Linked DNA regions of Zea mays: all the other regions are linked to region 2. The links are chromatin contacts, called in public Hi-C maps. All regions are on one chromosome and are shown on one strand. The core of a region is the stretch at or near the end of the contact, and the rest is flanking DNA. Distances in the headings are between cores, read along the strand shown. Region 1 holds the start of LOC100304208 (Cleavage stimulating factor 64). Region 2 holds the start of LOC100277621. Region 3 has its middle 33 kb from the start of LOC100277850.

What was found. Hi-C and Micro-C count contacts between places; a contact is called where the count stands out from the background.
Region 1: a contact with region 2 is called in a Hi-C map of leaf, with 3 times the contacts expected there. The contact joins the promoter of LOC100304208 here to the promoter of LOC100277621 in region 2. A contact is called at or near these places in 4 of 25 Hi-C or Micro-C datasets (ear, leaf and tassel).
Region 3: a Hi-C map of leaf shows a contact between it and region 2, with 3 times the contacts expected there. The contact joins the enhancer-like site here to the promoter of LOC100277621 in region 2. A contact is called at or near these places in 7 of 25 Hi-C or Micro-C datasets (bundle sheath, ear, endosperm and 2 more).

What each region holds. Positions count from the first base shown.
Region 1 is chr4:212,065,199-212,068,776 of Zm-B73-REFERENCE-NAM-5.0, reverse strand. It overlaps LOC100304208 (Cleavage stimulating factor 64), which reads right to left and starts at 1,812. Exons shown (of 10, transcript NM_001165658.1): 1 at 1,640-1,812; 2 at 1,141-1,219; 3 at 607-781. The coding sequence starts at 1,682. LOC103655887 reads left to right here and starts at 2,548. Exons shown (of 3, transcript XM_008682562.4): 1 at 2,548-2,679; 2 at 2,957-3,578. The coding sequence starts at 2,631.
Region 2 is chr4:212,272,406-212,275,969 of Zm-B73-REFERENCE-NAM-5.0, reverse strand. It overlaps LOC100277621, which reads right to left and starts at 1,767. Exons shown (of 1, transcript NM_001397834.1): 1 at 700-1,767. The coding sequence starts at 1,694. The coding sequence ends at 999.
Region 3 is chr4:212,135,449-212,138,905 of Zm-B73-REFERENCE-NAM-5.0, reverse strand. No RefSeq gene overlaps it. Among protein-coding and RNA genes, the nearest start is that of LOC100277850, 33 kb to the right of the region's middle. Within about 2 kb of position 2,110, at least 17 of the 20 cell types and tissues checked have an H3K27ac peak or open chromatin away from gene starts, as enhancers often do. A contact at or near this core is called in bundle sheath, ear, leaf and 1 more, where this site is marked.

The sequences.
Region 1 (3,578 bases), core at 563-3,062, 210 kb after region 2:
TGGATACTAACAGAACGCCGAAAGAACACTGAGTCCTTATGCATATATATAAAGGCTGATTGGATATATACTATTTTTCAGCAATCAATTTACCAACAGTGGCAATCCTCTTGCTGGCGCATAAACAAAGACCAATTATATGTCTTCCATAAGACTATAGCACTTCTTTTTCTATTTGAAGAAAGTAAACCACAAATGCAGCAATCAACAAACTTCAGAAGAGGCTCTATCAACCATAACATATATTATATTAAGCCAATAGCTTTGCCAGACTATAATCCAACTTCTTTGGCACGCTACTTCCATGAAGGGGAAAGGTCAAGATAACAGAGGCATTTTTTTCCAACCGCAAAGCATTGGCACCGCACCATAACAATATAATTCAATGAAGGAATTGGACAGTACAGCAGGTGTGTGTATGTACAGTCAAGCAGCTGTACATACACAAACATGCTTGTAAGAAATTGCAACAGGAGACACAGGGTGGTCAGAGAAGGCACAACTATTATTATTCACAGGAACAAAGACTATACAACTTCTCATATTAACAGAGAACTCCAAAGTGGTAGGAAAGGCTCTTCTACAATAATTTTGAGGATTGTCGACCTTTTCTCTATTTCTATCAGTGTTCCTCCCACTTTCAGCAAAATCAACACGTAACTGACGACCATTAATCTCGTAACCCTGAAGGTTCCGGCGTGCACTTAAAGCAGTTTCCTCATCCTTGTACTCGCAAAAGCCATAACCTTTTGGCTTGCCGGTCTCTTTGTCAATCACCAATCTACAAGCAATTTGTAGCAGTCAGTTACCAAAATCAAATTCAAATGCTGAAAAACTTAACAGTAGTAGTAAACATGTTAATCAGTGTTACCAAACCAGAATCAATTTCAGTAAATATATTCCCATAGGCAGAATCCAATCATGGTTTTTTTTACATTTGTAGGCGTAATGCCAAAACCTGAACATATTCCTTGTTTTTAAATAAACAGGAAAAAAGGGCAAAACAGACATTTTGACAGTAAGCGATAATTTCTACCAACCCATGAGGTATGCATATTTAAAATTCAAGTATTGTTGCATAAGATGTGGAGTAAATGGACGACTTTAGATGAGTGCTCATGCGGGTGAGCAAAAGCACACCTGAAGGATACGACTGGGCCGACTTCTTCGCAAATCTGCACGAGCTGCTCCTCCGTCGCATCATATGGTATGTTGCCAACTGTAATTGATATTGATAAATACAACTATATCAGTCCTAAAATCCCCTGTGTAGTGCGTACCATTTCCACATCTGAAAACAAAAAAAAAACTAAAAGAAAAAGAATCAACTTGCACGACCAGTGAATCATTAGTGCCGCAAAACTAAACCCTAGGCAAGCTAGAGTTCGACCCGAACGGAACTGAGCTCTCAATCCAACACCAGACACGACCAAGTGGGCTCCCATTATTCCAGGACAGCGTCGACTAGAAAAGGAGAGGGAGGGGGAGGTGAATCAGCGCCAAGTCGGAAGAACTTGGCGGCAGTCGGTCGGACCCAAATTACCCTAAACTGAAAAGGGGCTGCCCTGGGTGACTCCAGCGGCGGCCACGCCAGGCGGCTCCCCCCTCCCGAATCGAACCGAGCTTCCGGATCACTTACCGAAGACGCAGCGGTTCTGAGCGCCCGCGGGAGCGGCGGCCATGCTCAGCAGCGGCGGTGGTCAGCAGCGGGGCGGGGCGGCATCCGCCGCTGGCAGGCACGAGGCACGGCAGCAGCGGCGGGACGGAAGGGGAGGGGCGCCAGGCCGGCTGCTTGGCTGCTTCCACCGTGAGATGGCCGCGGCCCGTGGGTCTGCCTCGCTCGCGAGAGATTTGACATTATGAAACGCGACGGATGCGGCTTCAACGAAATAGAGGCACAGGCGAGGGTTTCTCCATTATAGAAAAACTGGGCATAGTCAATACTCTAAAATAGACATGTCAACTCCATTAACGGATTCAGAGCAGTATTAGTCTGGTTGAAACCGGGTTGTCAGTTCTCCTCCATCCCCGTCGCGTTCTCCATCTCCGTCGTTCTCCTTCACGCGGCAGCCGGGCGTCGCTGCCTCCGACCAAGACTTCGTGCGGCAGCCATACCCGTCGCGTTCTCCACGACCTCGACCTCGTCGTCTTCCTCGTCGGCCTGCTGCTCGATCTCCGGCTGGTCGCCGCTCCTCCTGTACAGCTCGTCCAGGGCAGGGGCGGCCGTGTCCGCGAACGACAGGAGCAGGCGAGGCGTTGCTGGAGAGATCAGCAAAGGCTTCTTGGATGAAATGAAGAGCGCCAGAGCGGTGTCCGCGGCGGGGATGAAATGAAGAGCGGTGTCCATTTTCTTGTCATAGCTTCGCCATAGGTCTTTTAATGCTAGAGGCATGCTTCCAATAGCTCGTAATGCTCTGCTCAGGAATTGCGAATATTCATAATAATCAAGTACAACTTTATTTGTATTATAGAACTATAGGCTATTACTTGTACTGCATGTTTCATTATTTTGTGATCCTTGACTGTATCATACACTTAGAGAATATGTAGAAAAGCTGCAGCTTCTCAACGATTCTGAGGAAAGAACCCGCAGGATTAATGAAGTTCTGGAAGTGCATGTTGACTCACATATGGATCCTAATTATGAGTCTGCTGAAGAAACAGATGAGAAAAGAACTGGTATATATCTTCCTGTAATGTTAATGCTTCATGTTGTTTGTTGATTAATAAATATTGGAATTCTCTTGGAGCTGTAGCATAATTTCATGTGGTTTGTTGCAGTATAGTCTAAATATACATCTACTATACTGCACCGTAATTTTCTTGCAAAGTTGCAATGCAGTACATTTGAATTAATGTTGCGATAAGCATCAACTCTATTACAATAAATCAGATTTCTGAACCTAAGCTTTAATTAAGTGTAGTGTCTGAGCATTTGCTTGTTTATTATATGCAGTTGGAAAGTCGGTAGATCGGACAAGACCAGATACAACCATATCACGACGAATATCAAGATATCTTAGCACTATGCAGAACCATCCCCAAAAAGTTTCTGATTGTAGCCACCATCCAAAAAATTTGTCAACAAAAAGTACAATATGTGGATCAGGAGCAAGAAGTTTGGAGAACAGCACAGCAAACAGAACTATGTATGAAGCTGGATCACTTTCATCTTCTGGAGTAACAATGTCAAATGACACGGAGCCGGAGAAAGTCTGGCACTACAAGGATCCTTCTGGGAATGTTCAGGGTCCATTTACTCTTTTGCAACTATCAAAGTGGAGAAGTTACTTCCCACGTGATCTGAGAGTATGGCTTACATTTGAGAGTGAGGAGAGATCTTTGCTGTTGACTGAAGTGCTTTCAAAACAGCAGAAAGATTTCACTCAGGCTGCATCACATACAAGCAGCAAGGCAACGCTGGTTGGCACTGGACATACAAGGAACAACCCTAGTGTGGATCAGACCAATGCTTTCTCCCCTGCTGGTCATAGTGTGGTTAGTTTTTCAGGAATAACTGTTCAGTATAATAAGTTGGGCAGTCGCTTGCAGACGACCAGGTCTCGCGCGGCGAGTAG
Region 2 (3,564 bases), core at 518-3,017:
ATCTGCTACCTGACTGCCGCTCCATCCATCGGGTGCCAGCACTGAGGTACCATACCATACCATGCCGTGCCGGTGATCCTCTGTGCGTGCGCCCCGCATCCATCGATCTCGATGGGTTTTATTGCTAAAAATTATAGGCCTGTCTGCCCACTCCCACCTTATTTGTAGTACAATATGGGGGCAATAAACAAACCTCTCCTTCCGATCCATCCATCAATCGGCCGTAATTTTAAATTCGTAGCACCGTACACGTTTCTGAAAATGCGTCAATTGGATGATGCATATTGGTCGTGTCTGAAAAGCTAGTGGCTGGCTTCACACTTCTTAAATTCGTTCAGATCGTAGACATTTTGAAAAAAACAGAAAGAAAGCGTCAATTTGATGGCGCGTAGGTACTAACTTGATAGCTTCACGTTTGCCGTGGTAGTAGTAGTGTACCACAAAAAGGATTGGTTTAGCACATGAGGTATTTATGAAAGCAAATAAATCATCGTTAGATTAATCGTAGTATATCTTTTGTAATAAATCTATCTAGAGACGCAAATGCTAATACTATTGTAACAAATTTACTTTGTTCAAATCTACAAACAGGATATGGCGACATTAATAACTTACTATACGAAAATTTTGCATTTAATTTAGCACGGTACAAATATTTCCAATATAGTACACCGTATTACTATACTTATGCTCATAATATATCACCACAAGCATCGATATATATACTAGTATATAGTAATCTACATATAGCAACATCATTTAGCGTGGATGGTTATATGCCAAACAATCATATATATAGGCATCCATCACATCCACTCAAACAGCTCCGATATTAAAAAAAGCACACATAAATATAAAACTGAAAAAAGGGAAAAGATTAAACCTCGTTTTCGATCACAATATTTTTTTTCACAGCGATCGATTATTTGTGTACCTAATAATAATCGGGTCCGTCTATGATGCGATGCGATACGATGCGACCCATCACATGGTGGCCCTCATCTACGCCCGGCCCGGCCCATGCCCGCGCGGCCAGCTGGCACGGCGCGGACCACCTTCACCGGCCGGCGCACCACGAAGGCGCCCTCGGCGACGCCCACGACGCTCCTGCAACCGTACAGGTCGAGGAGCCCGACGACCCCGCCGGCGGAAGCGATGGACCACCGCCGGCTGCTGGGCACCGACGACGACGTCGTCGGCCGCGCGGGGAAGAGCGCGTCCATCAGGCCGGCGTCTGATCCCGCGCCGCCGCGTTCCCTGGTGCACTCCGCGAGCGCCGCGGCGAAGGGGTCCCCCCCCGCGTCGTCGGCGGGCATCGGCTTTCCGCAGGCGCGTCGGCGCCGGGCGTGCTGCTGGTGGCGCGCCCTTGAAGTCTCCGGGACCCGCAGCGGCGGCGGGAGCGGGAGGGGCGTTGGCGCGGAGGAGGCAGCTCCGGCGCCACCGAGGAAGCGCGCCTTGGGGATGCCCGGATGGTGCTCCCAGGAGAAGGGCACGGCGCGGCCGCGCGGGGACGGCGACGGCGAGGATGCCGCCGAGGACAGCGTGGAGAGGGACGACGAGGACGACGACGATGATGAGAAAGTGCGATGGCGACGGTGGGTCGACGATGGGGAGGACGAGGCTGTTGTTGTCGGCGTCTGCGTCTGCGGCGCTGGTGCTTGAGTCTCCACCGCTAGCGTCTCACCGGTCGGCATGGGAGACGAGACGAGTGCGCTCGTGATGGCCGGGCCGGGTGGTGGTGGTGGTGGTGGGTGAATTTTGAGGTGTGACCGTTCGGGGAAGGCGGGGACAGAGAACTGATGCATAAATACGCTTGAATCCATCATGTGTTTGTTTCTTAAAAAAACATAAAACATAAAAGTCGATCCGACTGTGTTCCACTACCCAGGGTGTCCAGACTGAAGAGTGAGACGCAGTGTGTGCACTCTTTCCACTAAACGAGCTGAAGTTTTTCCTAGTCCTGTGGGCCTTATGTGTAATTTCATGTGTGACGGTTTGTGTCAGGAAGGTACGCGCCCATTTCCTAAACGATTGCTTGAAACTATACTTTTATTAAAAAAGACGAATGCAAATCCGTGTGGACGAAGGAACTACATATTCCAAGTATTGTGAATAGTGTAAGCTTACTTTTTCTTGGAAATTAAAGTTGGCTGCGGCCAGTTCGGTTTTCAAGTATAACACACGGCTAAGACATTATATGGTACAATTCTAAGAATCCGGATCATCAATGAAGCTAAAAGACAACGTGTATGGAAAGTCGTGAAGATGCAAACTCTTCACTAAGAGTCTATCTCTTGTAATTTTTTTATTTAGCACATTAGAAACTTCTCAAGAGACTCCATATTGGGGTTGTACATGTCCTAGGGCATATACATCTAGAAACTCTGACTCTGTTTTTCAAGTACAAGAGACAAATAAGAGACTGTATGATACTGTATGATACAACCCTGAAATACTAACGCATAAATACAGTCAAGATACAATATATATATATATATATATATATATGTATATAGTCATGTAGAGACATGCTCTTCCCGAAGAGGCAGTCTCTTTATTGGATTTGTATGTAGCACGGAACCCATTTATTCACAGAACAAGGTACACCCGTTCAGCTAAAATTTTTGAAATCGTACACTTGAGTATTGTGAATGATGCGATGTACCGACGTAGTGGTGCATGCCCTAGCATCTAACTGTCGGTGATTATTATAATTCAATAATGAGTGACCGACAAAAGATTAATAGCTTTAGGAGAGATATAGAAAGACAAGATTATGATCGTCAAAGCTTACAACAAAAAGGTCTAAATCATTCCAGGTATGAGACCTGGTATGAAAGACCATCTTGCCACTGAGGAGCAGAGACAGGAAGTTCGGGAAATGGTCGCCAAGCTGGAAAGACCATTATAAGATCACACATGTAATATCTGATAACACCTACATGTTGTGAACATTACAAGGTGATGACTTGCCCAAGGCACTGAACGGGCGTTTCCTGAAGCAATATCATTCTAGTATGTGGCAAGATGCTTAAGAGAATTGATATGGTCACATCGAGTTGATTCCAGTCTATACCAGTGCTTTCGGTTTGCTCAGCTTCTCCAAAAGGCAGGGGCATGTGTTGAGCACAATTTGTGGCACTGAGCACTACCGAACGGTCCGCCCATAGGCGCGGAAGGTCCATGAATAGATCGAATCGGGCGCAACTAATCCCTTTTACACGCGAGTTTATCTCTCTAAATCCACAGTTGCTGTTGGGAGACGCCTAGGAACAGGTCTAGACCTCCCCTATATATATTAATGGGTACGACCGATTGCAATCACCAACAATCGATCAAATAATCAATATATCTTCCGTTTTTACATTTTGCCCTAGTAGTAGACAGTAATATAGTTTTCTCCCTCTAATCTTCACCTCTCTCAAGCTCTATGTCGTTTAGAGGCGTCTTGGGTAGCCTGTCGATCGCAAGACAAACCTTAGGACCTCTCCTCCCAGACGGGGTCCCTCTTAGGAGCAAGATCCAGACGTTGTTGGCGAATTCTGTCGCCTCTGCGCACGAGCG
Region 3 (3,457 bases), core at 861-3,360, 140 kb after region 2:
TTATTTTTACATTAGAATTTCCAGGGATTTTCTTGATTTTCTAACTCATTTTTATTTATTTTCCCGCAGCCTGGGACGGTGGACAATAATTTAGGGAAGCTCAGGGTTAAATCCATTAATGTTAGGACCTCAATTAAATACTTTCTATACGTAGGTGTAGTGCGAGCTGATTCACCAGATCTACAGGGGTTCTTTAGTAAAATGACACGGTTGTATATCGCGCTGTCTCTGAGTCATTGGATCTTGATCTGAGGGCGCATATTAGATTCTTTCTTTATCTTAACTGGTACGCTACACGAGCCGCAGGATCACAGATCAACGCTAGGTATCTAATATGGCGAAGGGGTAAGAAACGTTCTAATCTCAGCCATCCACTATGGGATCAACGTCACTCGTACTTCTTCCTTCCTTACGACGGCTCCCTAGAGGTGTTGGGTGGTTTTCCGAGGTGGGGCTTCGCCAAAGTGAAGGGCGTCTAGTGTTCCGTTACTTAATCCCTCGGGTGTACAAGGGCAAAACGGTGAGGCGAGAACGACGAAGCGACTCAGGGGACCTTACCGGCGTTTGGAGCGATGACATAGGTCGGCGACGGGCACCATGACTTGACACACTCCGATGATCGATTGTGCTTCCATAGCTAGGTCTATGCAGCGCTTGGCTAACCGAGGTGTAGGTTCCCAACATCCTCGCGATCCTCCCTATCATATCTCTTAGAATTAATTGGCAATGTAGGCGCGTAGCAGCTATAGCAGTTACGGCGGCGAGCTCGGTCAATGGCATAGGGGCAGAGGGCCCAACGTGGCTTGGTGTTGCTTGAGCAATACCTTATCCTAATAGATGAAGGAGCCAATAGTAAAAAAAACTATCCTTGAACGCATCTAGTTTTGAGTCTTCACCAATAGGCCTTCGACAGGGTTGCAGAATGGCGCCTCCGCCCACCATCTTGCTAGCACCTCATGCTCCTCTACGATCCTTCGAGTCCCAGGAGGCTAGGACCGCCTCTAGCCTCCGTGGCTTTGTTGGGACCAGCTCGTCGTTGGCTGGCGCCAAGGCTCCCTCGCCCTCATGGTCGCTGAGGTCACGACCTCTCACCCTCGCTGGAGCAAAGTTTCTTAATCATTATCCAAGGAAGATTTTATTTATCGACTAGGCAATATGTTTATTTTGCATGGGTCACCAGCATTTTTTTGAATTTATTGGGCAAGGAATTTGATCTGATGTTCCTTTCACACAACATCGCCAAGCGGAGGGGATATGCATATGACGACCCAGGATTGATCCAACAAGTAGCACCAGACAACAACCATGGTTGGAAACGAAAACTAAGGGAAAAAAGACTACCAAAAAGTATACCTCTTTGAAAATGAATAGATTTTTATTATGCGACACAGATGACCAATGGTCGATTAAATGACTTGATTGTGTGCTTAATTAACTTGATCTTCAAAAAATTTACAATACATTTTAAAATAAGAAAAGTGGGCAAATGCAGTTGTCTAGATTTCCTAGAACTAGACTCAATTAGAGGTATATTCTTATTTCACTAGTTTAATAACTTTTACTTCAATTTGTTATTATTAACTCATTTTTCTCTTTTTCATATTTTAATCGTTATATGGCATTTGACCACGATAACTCTTGAATAAGGTATTTTCCATATTCATTTGTAGTTATGTAGATTGTGTTGTAATTTTTTGTCATTGTATTAGCAATACTATGATTTTGGCGTGTCCTCCGCCACTGCTATGGCGTAAGTATAGATCGCATGCACTTGCTGGCTGAGAGGGTGTAGGTACCCGGTATTTATATCCCTGCTCGATGAGTCCCTATGGGAATGCGAGTTACCAACAATCCTTAGCGATTTCCGCGGTGGTCCAGTTTGTTACGGAGATCGCAGGAGAAACTGAACTGCAGTTCCTCTGATCAGATCGGCCGGTGGTAGAGGAGAGGATCCTGACTGGTAGGACCCACCCGACTGTCTTAGCGGGCGGTCGAGCGTGTGAGTGGATGAGAGCTGACTAGCTGAGATGGCCAACGGGGTGGTGAGAGTCCTAGGCGCGAGTCTGTTTTGCGACAGCCGTAGTCCGTTTCGAAGGAGAAGGATGAAGACCGGACGAGGAGGCCCACATGTTAGTGACACATTAGCTGATGTAAGCGTGATGTCGTAGCGATCTCATCTGTGGCTGGACTAATAAAGAAAAGAAAAAAAAAGACGAAGGGGCACATGGGCTGTGCACCTGCGTTGGTGAAGTGGGCTGACATGATCAAGAAATGAGCCAAGCAATTAGAGAGCCCAAATCGGATGTGTCTTCCCTTTTCTCTTTTCTTTTAGTTTCCTATTTTCTTTCCTTCCCATTTTAATGTTTCATATTTCAAATAAGTTTCAAACTTCTAATTTAAATTCAAATGCAACAATAAAAAAACCAAGCATGAGATACAATATATCAAAGTAATTTTTTATATTAGTTATTTTTCTTATTCAAATAAATGTTCTAGTAAGGCTCGTTTATTCAATAAACAAATTGAAACTTCGTATGTTTTAAATTTGAATTCTAGTTAATCAATAATTTAACATTTACCATTTATTCAGTTTCAAGAAAATAATTTCAGAGGTAGGGAAAATTCTTACTATAACACATTTTCATTTATTTCTTTTTGGTAGAATTACTATAAATTACCAAAATTGGATTTTGGGTGTTACACCTGCCTCTCAAGCTCCTTGTTGCTCGAGGAAGAAGATGAGTCACCGGAGTCGTGGTCAAGGTTGCTAAGGGAGGCGAGGAAGGCACACTCCTTCAACTTGGCCTTCTAGAGGTACTTCTTCTTGAGTGCCTCCTTGTCGAACCTCCCCTTGGACTTGTGCTCGTTGGTGGTGTACTTGCACTTTCCCTTGCGTCGACCAGAGTGGTGGTCGCACTGTCTAGCCTCCGGCTTACCATTCTTGGGGAAACTAGTGATGAAGTGGTCAGGGTCACCGTAGTTATAACATCCATCCTTGTACTCGCCACACCACATGTTCTAGCGGTTGTTGTGAAACCACGTGAACCTGCTGGCCACAAGCACCAGCTCCTCATCCTTAAGGCTCTCCACCTACTCCTCTATGATGGTCAACAAAAAAGATAAAGCAAACAAAGCGGGTGAAGGATTAGAAGAAGAACCACCTCCAGAGACCAGGGCCATTGTGGATGCACGAAGGTTCTCAATCTTGGCTCGAGTCTGGTGGTCAATCTTAGTGGACTTGAGCTTACTGAACAGCTCATCCATGGTGAGAGTCTCATAATTGGGCGACTTGATGATCACTGAGACCTTTACCTCCCAACCCTCCGATCTAGAGCATATAGTAACTTGAGTGCTCTCTCATGATCATCATAGGTCAGTTGTGCCTTGTTTGCGCGCGTCTTGTTCACTATTAACTGGAACCGAGAGAACATGATGTTGATCATCTCTACAGCCAACT